Linked DNA regions of Mus musculus: region 2 is linked to region 1. Evidence: chromatin contacts called from public HiCAR-type data. All regions are on one chromosome and are shown on one strand. The core of a region is the stretch at or near the end of the contact, and the rest is flanking DNA. Distances in the headings are between cores, read along the strand shown.

Evidence for each region. HiCAR-type assays count read pairs that join an accessible place to other places.
Region 2: a contact with region 1 is called in a HiCAR-type map of PVALB interneurons, with 2.7 times the contacts expected there. The contact joins two enhancer-like sites. A contact is called at or near these places in 2 of 484 Hi-C or Micro-C datasets (cortical neurons and uterus) and 1 of 115 datasets of contacts at active chromatin or transcription factors (PVALB interneurons).

Annotation. Positions count from the first base shown.
Region 1 is chr16:87,838,787-87,843,940 of GRCm38.p6, reverse strand. All of the region lies in intron 6 of 2810407A14Rik (a long non-coding RNA gene), which reads right to left. Among named protein-coding and RNA genes, the nearest start is that of 2810407A14Rik, 13 kb to the right of the region's middle. Within about 2 kb of position 2,615, at least 20 of the 459 cell types and tissues checked have an H3K27ac peak or open chromatin away from gene starts, as enhancers often do. A contact at or near this core is called in PVALB interneurons, where this site is marked.
Region 2 is chr16:88,016,454-88,021,607 of GRCm38.p6, reverse strand. The region is part of intron 4 of Grik1 (glutamate receptor, ionotropic, kainate 1); the gene reads left to right. Gm33207 (a long non-coding RNA gene) reads right to left here. Exons shown (of 3, transcript XR_385024.3): 3 at 2,715-5,154. Among named protein-coding and RNA genes, the nearest start is that of Gm33207, 9.5 kb to the right of the region's middle. Within about 2 kb of position 2,422, at least 1 of the 459 cell types and tissues checked has an H3K27ac peak or open chromatin away from gene starts, as enhancers often do. A contact at or near this core is called in PVALB interneurons, where this site is marked.

The sequences.
Region 1 (5,154 bases), core at 1,366-3,865:
ATCCTAACCACAGAAGGTGAACTAAAAGGAAATATTGCAAAAAGAGACAAGGTCAGACGAGAGTGAGGCATGGGCAGAGAAATCACTGGGAAAGGAGAGATAGGAAAAAGAGAAAATGGAGAAGAAACGGGAATGGCCATCAGCAAAGCTCTCACTGAGGGCAAAGCTTCATCTGGGGGCTTTTCCTGTGCATGGCTTACTAGTACTCTAAAGTCTTTGGTCTTGTGTCTCACATTGTACTTCTTGGGCAAGACTTCAAGCTCTCTCCAATGCTGCATTTAGAAAGTGAGGTCATGGCTTCATCTGTTTTCAACTTATGTTCCCTCACCCAGTGAAGAGATCCGTATGTGTGTTTTACTTCTATGTTTTGCACTACATTAACAATTGAGATGATATCAGCAGTTGAGTGTTGTTAAATATATTATTATATTTAATCCACGCACTATTAAAAGTCTAAACATCCCACAAGCGGCTGTTTCATCTGTTTTCAGGGATGAGTTGTGTTGTGGATGGCTCTGGTGCTGCCTGTATTTTGGTGTTAATTCCACTTTCCCAGGAGGACTTGTCTGGGCCGGCCGAGGAATGGCTCACATACCCTCCCCCAATGAATAAAGGGCCCAATCACTGGGCAAGTAGGCGGGACTTCCGGGTTGGACAGAGGACAAGAGGAAGCAGGAGAGAGGGGACTTTTCATGGGGATAGCATAAGGAAAAGATGTAGCTGTTGGTGTCTCCTGGTTTCAATGGTGGATCTTCCAGGATTCAACACTGGAGGATTTAAATTTAATATGGCTTACAAGATTAGGATTCTAGTTGATGCGCCCATAGATTGAGTTACCATTGTTTCTGAACTAAGTTTGTGTGGTGTTTTCCTTCATGTGGAGGCTCAACTAGGTTCCAGAGAGAAAACGTGGGTTTGCCAGTTGTGCACCACAAAGGCCGTGGGGGTTTTGAAGTATGGGGCTGGTGTGGTAACGACCCATCAATGGGAACCTAGCGAGCTGGGTGGAGAGATTTTGGAGCTCTGAGTCAGAGAGTCTCCATGGGATAAGAACAGGCTGGCCACTGCCCGCCAGAACTGGCTGGCAAACCTGCCAGGGCAGAGAGTAGCAGGGTGTAGTGTGGGAACTTGCAATTCTTCCTGAGTGTTTCCCACCACAGAGGTGTGCATTTTCAGTTATACATAGAACACTTACATCATAGAAGGTGAAATCATGGCCTTAATTTTCTTTACTTGGACATTAAGCATGACACAAGGACAGGCATGGGTGTCAAGCTGACCAAGATCGTGATGGTTAATCTTGATTATCAAGTTATTTAGATCTAGAGTCAGCTAAGAAACATTCGTCTTGACGGGTCTGTCGGGAGCTTGCCAGAAAGATTAAGGGAGACTCTCCTCCCGCGTGAGACGCACCTTCCGTCCGGTGGTTTAGTGATGCAGGACACTTTTCATGAAAAGCCATGAACTAATATTTACCCACCCAGATGGGAAGCCAACAACAGATCCAAGCAACAAGAGCACGAAAGTCCAACTTGGTGAGCCAGTGAGTTTTTGAAGGTCCCTTACAGGAGCAGGGATGAATCAACGACAACTGAACCACATAGAGCCCACCGCATCCTGGGTGACAACTCGTGAAAGCAGGTATACCAGAGCTCCCGAACATTTCTGCGTGTTGTGGATGCTTTGTTTGAAGTCACGCTTGTGCAGCAAGACTGAACACGACGCAAACGCAGGGAACACATTGGGTGGCACTCATCACATCGCTTCCGATAGTCAGCACAGTGCCCGGTGTGTACAAGACTCACAGCCAAAGGAAACAACTAAGACTCGCAATGAATCTAACTGTTGCTGGGCCTGAGGATACAAAGCAAGTTGTCGCACAACTGCCATGTCCTGCTCATGCCTGCACCACTGCTTCCACAGTTCACTGCCCACCCATGTGATAGCGAATGTTCATCTCTAACGAAACAGAGACAAGAGGTAGAGATGCTTGTGGTGGTAGCTGAGGTCCTCAGTTCAATTCCCGGCACCCATATGGCGGAAGGAAAGAAAAAACGATTCCCATAAATTGTCCTCCTAACTATATAGGTTCAATGTAGCATGTGCACACACACACACACACAATGTACGAACCACATAGAACTATAGCATAACAAGATCATAATTTGTTCTAGATATTATTGGACCCTCACAAAGCAAATTTTAAAGAAATGGACCCATTTTGGTGCAGATTTTAATGAAACAAGCTTTTGCATTCATTCTAATGCAAAAACAAAATCAAACACACAATCTGATAAGAATCTAGAGTGAACTTGCCAGTCTAATGACATATGTAAACATGAATAATGAGATCTATGAACACTCGAGGGTAGAAGGCATATTCTTTCCCTGGTGTGTGTAAGAATTTTCAGGAAATCTGCATTACTGGAAAAACTTAACCAGGAAAAAGTAACGACAAGATATTCATCTCCCATATGTCATTGTTTGGATAAAACAGGAGGTGAGAGGAAGGAAATAAATGAAAGAATGAAAAGAGGGACCAGAAGGAGGGACCACGGAGGGACAGTACACAGTCCATACCACCAGACTCCTAACTGCTTTAACACAAAGAGGGCTGGGGTTTACAGTATTGGGAAAGCAGCACGAAGGTTGGCCTTGCAGAAGTAACAAGGGCTCAGCCGCAAAACATACATTGTCGGGGAAAACAGATCTCCCACCGTAACAGAAATAAGCACTGCGCTGAGAAGGCGAATAAAAATGCTTCCCACACAGAACCTCTGGGCCTCCAGGCAAGTACTCCTCAGCGCTCGTCGTCGGCTGCCACCAAGCGGCCTCTTTAGGCATTACAGCATCCTCCAACGTTTTAAATCCAAATACTTGCCCAGAGAAAAGCAGCCGTAAAAACTAAAATCTAGACTGTGTCCTGGGATCTCCCGTTAATTTACTCATCAAACAACACTCTGGAAATTTTTATTTTCCCCTTAATATTGGATTAGACTGAAAAATAGACATAATGGTTAGGTTGAATGAGCATATCTTATACAGTTTCATCTTACCATTCATTCTCACCGTCTTTTAAAATGTATTTAGTGAGGCTGTTTCTGTCCCTCCTCTAGGATAAAAGTCAAAGATCTCAGTCCTCTCTGGGTATATCAAATTCTGTTATATACTGGTTAGAACCGGCTTAGCAGGGCCAGGATCAAGCAGGACGCTGGTTGCTTGAGAAAGAAGGAAGCGTTCTCTCTATGCCTGCTTGGCACTTTAAATTCTTTCCATCTCGCTTGCTTCAGCTTCTGACCCTTCCATGACTGAGATCCGAGGATGGAAATGAAGGAATGAAATCTGAGTCAGTAATCTCTTGTCCTGGATTCTGTGTGGATTCTGGGGACATACTCCCTGTGGAGATCTCTGCCTATGCTTTCTCAGTCTGGGTGCTATGGACTGAAGTTTTGCCCCTCAGAATTCCTAGGTGGAAATCCTAACCCTTGATACAATGTTATTTAGAGATGGACCTTTGGGAGATCATCACTGTTGGCTATGACCATGAAGATGGGTTGTGGTCCCTGACCTTATACAAAGACACCAACACCATGACCCTCCTGGCACATATAGCGAGGGATGGCCATAGGAAGATACAGAGAGGAAATCGGTATCTTCTGTGGGCCAAACGGCAATCTCACTAACACCCGGCTCTGAGTTCTCAGCCTCCTGAAGTTGTAGAACATAAATTTATGCCGTGGAAGCCACCCAGTCTGTAACAGTCTGTGATAGTACCCCAACATGACTAAGATGCTTGGTGAGTATTTTTTGATCCTAGCTGGGTTTCTCACATTCTCTTCAGCTCCCAGGATACACCCTAACCTAAAGATCTTCCTGTTGGGATCTTGTCTTTCTGTGCAGCCTTCTTGGGCGAGACGCTAGCAGAACCCCATGCAACAGATGGCTCATGAGAATAGCACCTTGGCATTTTGTGTCCTAAGACAGATAGGCAGGAGCCAGTCCTAAGGCTTTTTGCTTCCATTCAGAAATTGACTGACCAGCCAGCCCTGTCTCTCAGTTCACTCCATGAAACCTATAAAGCATCATTTCCCTCTGGCCTTTAGGGATCAGCGTTGACATCATCTAAGTGTTATCTCCCGGGCTTGGGTTACCTGTTCTGCATGCAGTGGCCTAGCCCACAGGAAATCGCCATTCCTCCTACTCTGTCTTCACTGAATGAATGCTAAGGACTTCTGATGGTGGCAACAGGCTCAGTCTCAGCAGCCACAGCCTGGCGCCATAGCACTGCAGTCACACTACAGTAGAATGGACGCCATCCAAAAGTGAGAGGGTGGATCCGTAATGCTCACGGTCTCCTGTGAACCAGTGGAAGTTCAGAGACATGCTGTGTATTTGCAGGGCATGATGCATGTGTCCACTGAAAGCTGATCAAGTCACAACACCCAGCAATCCCCTTTCTGTTTACATATTTCCAGCTCTGCTCTCTTTTAAAGTTTGTAAACTTTTAAAGTTTAAAGTTTGATTAGACTGGCCACGGTACATTTGTTTGTTTGACTGACTGGTTGATTGACCAACTGACTGATTGATTGATTGATTGATTGATTTTAAATTAGCTGACATTTCAATGGGACACAACTTCATATTTAAGGTTTTGTTTTACTTTTATTTAATTGGTAGACAGCAGTTGCGTATACCCGTCTCACAACTTACATACAATGGCTATGTCCTGAAACATCCATCACAAGTTGAATACTTCCTAAATCAAAGACATATTTAACATACCTACGCTATCAACCATCACCGCTCATGTGCACGCAACTCAAAGAAGCCTGAGGTTTGGGCTGAGACCGCTAACACAAAGGCTATTTTAGAACATAAAAATGTTGACTACCTCATTACATTATTGGATACTACACAAGAGGTTGTTTATTCAATAAGTCTCTGTGCTCATCATTAGCATATGTTTACTGTGGGTAAAAATAAAGTGCAACCTTCACACCATCAGATAATTGGAAAATGGTGAAACCACCTCAAGACTGAAGCCATGTCTACTGTGTCAGCTTCTTTTGCCTGCGTTCACATGACTGGTACACTAGGAACAGAAGCTCGCCCTTACCGTGTGATACTGTGTAAGAAGGAACCAAGATGAAGCCA
Region 2 (5,154 bases), core at 1,173-3,672, 180 kb before region 1:
GACAAGGTTTGTGCCATCACTCTGTAGCTCAGGACACAAAACGTCACTGAGCACAGCCAATGCCGTGAAGAAGCAAACCTGTACCTTCTAAGTGATATTGTAGTCTCTCTTCTTTAATAGCAGACATGCAGCGTAGGTCAGATACCACAAGGGCTACTGTTGCTGAACACCTAGTGTATTTAAGGACCATGCTGAATGTACTGAGTGTATCATTTCTTTGTTATAAGAACATCCTAAAGAAGAAAACAGGAGGAGGAAGAAGATGAAAATTCTCTGTGCAAGAAAATGATTGCTCAGAGAGATTATGTGGCTTGGTTAACATCACACAGCCACAAGCAGTGAGATGGGGTTTGAAAGTTATCTAAAAATTTAAATAAATGACAAATTGAGTTTGTTTCAGTTGCATACAAGATGCCAACTGATTATCAAAGTAATCAAATTTACAGTACATGTTGGGTTAGTCTCTACTTCTTGTATACAATTGTTTCATTTGATTCTCAGATACTCAAGTATTTCTATCTTCATAGAAAGTCCACATATATAGCCCCATGACCAAGGAGAGAATGTGATAGAAACCATAGAAAAAGTCATTCTGTGTTTTCAGCAGCTTTGAAACTTAAAGGTGTTAGAGATGCAACAGCAAAAACATCACAACCATAAACCTCCACCTGCCCTCGGAGGGCAAAGAGAGACCCTGAAAACAAGGTCACAAAAAATCCATCCAATGCCTACAAACTGGTCTGAAACCATGAAGTCAATTTGTAAACTAGAAAGGGATTATAAATAGAAACAGTGAGGACAGTAAGTAACAACTTGGGCAATCTATTTTGGGCTCTTCCTGTTGCAGTAATTCTCCAACCCAAATATGCCTGAGCAATAAAAACACAACTCAATTACTATGAATACAAGCTGTGCACCTCAAATGGGCAGATCTACCACTACACTACCATCTTCCCCATCTATGAGACCCCTTAGAACTTGTGGTTTCTCCAGGCCATGAGTTTCTGCTCTGCTTTCCTTCCACCCACTCCTCTGTCATCCTCTCTCCCACTCCTCCTTCTTCTCTCTCCTAACTTTCAGCTCTGCCTTCCCTTTATCTGCCCAATCACTGGCCCTAGCTGTTATTTTACAAATTAAGGTGGGAAGAAGGTTTACAGGAAATCAGCTGAGTGCCGACTCATTCATTGATCACAACCCCTCAGAATTAGCATCAAATTGAAAATAGCCCCAGAGCTATCCGCAACATCTTTCCCCTAAATAAATGAATAAATAACTTCCATGCATCTGGTGCTTTCTATTTGACAGCGTGCACTATTCATTGGGCTAGAATTTCTTTTTATCTGCTTCAAATATCCTCACACTACAAGTGAGAGAGATGGCAGAGCTGAAACTTCAGCCAGGGCCTGATGGTCTCATTGCCTAAGCTGTTAACAACTATATATACAACAAATTCTATATACACCTCAAGGATAAAATCTACCACCTCCTCTTTAGCTTCATCACCTCATCTACAAGTAGGATTGTTGGATTCTAAGCTGACTATGCACGTGTTCAGTTTAGAGCGTCCGTATCTCCTCATCCTCACGGATTCTCTCACCAATGTTAAGATATAAAGAATTTGCACACTGTCTTGTACTTAGTAGAACATCTAAGAAATGGGAAATTAATTAAGCAATATATTATCTTTTAAGTTCCTCAATTCCTTTGATGGTCTTCAAGCCAGCTAATTGATAAGTTCATTACTGTGAATAAATTTTGACGACATAATCATGATGTATCTCAATTTACACTAACTGGATGATAATTTGTAGTATATTATACAATTATTATGGCAGTACATTCTCATTCTAATTATGTTTCTCTCAGGCTGATATTAAAGTATGTTTACAGCCCCTGAGCCTACAGTTAGTTTTAGTTATAAGGAGCAGTTCACACATATGAGTGTACTATCTAAATTATACAAGAATTAATTGACCTTCATAGATAGCCAACAATTTACTGAAAATGTACTCCATTCACCCACATTCATATTATACAAGATGCACATTTCAAGATTCTCCAAATCCTCCAAAATAAAGTATCTTTAGAAGAAGAGAAAAATGTGTTTCTACTTGAAATAAGAAGCAATAAAAATGCTATAGACTTATTTCTATGTATACTCCTCAGAAATGTATTGATGCCTCATTCCAGCCCAATCCAAATATGGCTTTAATAGAAGATAAGAATATGTCCTGGTGTTTGGGGTAGATATAGTTTAGAAAAAAATCATGCAAATTGTACTTGTGTTGTGTATATTGAGTCACATCTTAAGACTTCAGCGGCAACAGTGAACTTCAGCTTACTTTAGCATTGTAGAGATCTGCCATTCCTGAATGCGCCTTTTTCTATGTGCAAAGGGGTAACATAACATCTCTCCAATTTTCAAATGAGTATGGAGGCTAAATAAGGGGGGAAATTATGTTGCTATTCAAAACACATCTGCTTCTTCAACACTCTACAAACGAAAGTTTTTACCAAAAAGGCCCTCTCTTACAACTTCCCCACAACTGTTAGCTAACCTCTCCACCATCTGGTTTATCCTGTAACATATGAATTTTATTTCTAGTCAGGTAGTCCTTTTGGAGTGCTTTTTAAGTACCCAGTACTACACTGTGATTGGAAAGGAATAAGATACTTTTATAAACAACAGCCTAATAAATAAAGTCATCACTCAGTAGAGGATCAGAAGACTTTTTATTTTATGCCTTTATACATGAGAAGCAATTTTATGGGCTTCACATCATGCAGAAAATCACTAAATTTGACAGTGCAAATAGGGTTCTAGGCTGGTACCAATACACAAAAGATGCCGGCTGCTGGGTATTATCATCATCCACACCAAGAGTGAGTTGATGCTTCTTGATCCTGAATTTGTGTCTCTGTATCCCCCCTTAAATTATAGAATGACACTTAGTCTAAGACCTCCTCTTAGTGTGACAACCTAGGTATTTGTATCTGATAAAGACAGAACCAGATCTTTCTCTCAAGAGGGTAAAGCCAGGTCTTCCCAGTAAATGAAGGTCTTCATATATAACACTGTTCAAAATGAAGCTCAAACCAGGTCTTCATATCTGATAAATGTTGAATTGAGTCTTTAAATTTAATGAACATGGAGCTAAATCTTCATATCTGATAAAGATTAAGCCAGGTCTTCATATGTTATAAAGGTCAAGGCACAACTCCACGTCTCATGAAGATCAAAGCAGGTCTTCATATGTTATAAAGGTCAAGCCAGGTCTACATGTCTCATGAAGGCCAAGCCAGGTCTTCATAGCTGATGAAAGCTAAGTCAAGTCTTCACATATAATAAAGTTCAAAATGAAGGTCAGACTAGGTCTTCATATCTGATGACTGTTGTATTATTAAATTACCACATTGGATTTAATACCTTGTAGCTTCTCCTTCAACCTTCTTATGACCAATCATTTTATCTTCTTACCTCTTTTCTTGGTGACAAAAAAAGTATCCCATAATGCAAGCTAGAGAGTTGCCAAATAAGAGAGACTCAACCCTTTGACTATGTCTCAGATTCTCTCTTTTCTCCAGTCATCTTGTCATCTTTGTTCTGAACTGATAACTCTGAAACAAATTCCCTTCCTTTTTTCCTCTCACTCACATGCAGTCTCAAAACACTGTTCATCTTAAGTAAAACATCTGGCTTTACCCCCTCCCATGTTTGAAACCCTGAGGGTTGCTCTTACCTAAGGCAGCACCTTAATAGAATAAGACATATGACTTCATGTAGAATACATACCCTTGTCTATTTTGGCCTACTACATAACAGCATCAAGCACTCAGAAATATCTATATTCATCAACTCAATATTTTATGTTAGAGAAAAATCAGTTATGAATTTTTTTCAAAGAATGTCTACTTAGTGCAATGGGCCATGGGACCCATGATCCCATACATGCTAGCTAGGCAGGTAGGTGCTCTACTACTGACCTAAATGACAACACTAACCTTTCTTAATGAAAGATGCATACTCTAAGAGATTAAATAGCTTCTCAGATATTACCAAAGGTCTTCAAAACTACACATAAGAAAACTGAAGTTAATTAATTATAACATCTAACGAGCTGTTTTAGCCCAAATCACTATCTATCTGGATGCCTACAAAAGGTAAACTATAACCTTCTAGGGCCAGAATCTTCACCAAAGTCCAAAGAAGGCGCTCTTACAATCTAGAGACTTCCTCGGCGTCTGTGGGAAACTCAAGGGGCTCCAGTCCTACTAAATTCCAAGCCCTGTGTGTCTAACTTTGTGGTTCTACTTGGGATCCCAAAATACTCCACAAATGGATTGTTTAAAAAAATCATTGGGTTTTCTAACGGTGCTTCCTATGATCAATAACTGAACTAACCTGCTAAGAGTCCCAACTATAACCACACATGAACACCATGACTATGCCATTAGCTTCAAGTCCACTTCCTGTACATATAAATGGATGTGTTATAGCACTCACCAAATGGTAGTGATGACCCTAAGTTCTGTAGCTTAGAAACAAGGTTAAAATAAGAAAAAATTTAATTGACATAGATCAGCGGTCTCAGCATAAGAACATGTATCGCATGCAGGATATCTAGTGATTATGCATGTGTACAACCCATGCTGGGGCAGATATATCAGAATATTTAAAGATGCAACTTCACAAATGGTACTTTTTATTATTATATTTTCATTATTTAAAACAATTTTCAAATTTAAATGTATTTTGGTCATATTCTGTCCCTGTGTGATAAGGAGTCTCGCACACACAGGACACACTCGGATCCTTCTGCAGCAAAGCTTTAATGCTTCTCGAGAGAAAGATGATCAGCTTCTGGGGAGGAGACCCAGAACACAGGAAACTCAGTCCTTAAATAGACCACAAGAGAAGTTGGAGACGTGTTTCACCCTGACTGGTGAAACACGTCTGGGCTGACACCATCAGCCCAGATGATGCCATGGGACAGGCAGGGCACAAGGAATGGAAAAATACCCCAGCACATGCGCAGACTACTTGTTTACCAGTTAGAACACCGGATGTCAGCGCCATCTTGTAATGGCAATTGCAAGGGCGGCTCCTCACAATATTCTTACTTCCCCTAGTCATATTCTTATTTTTTTCCCTTC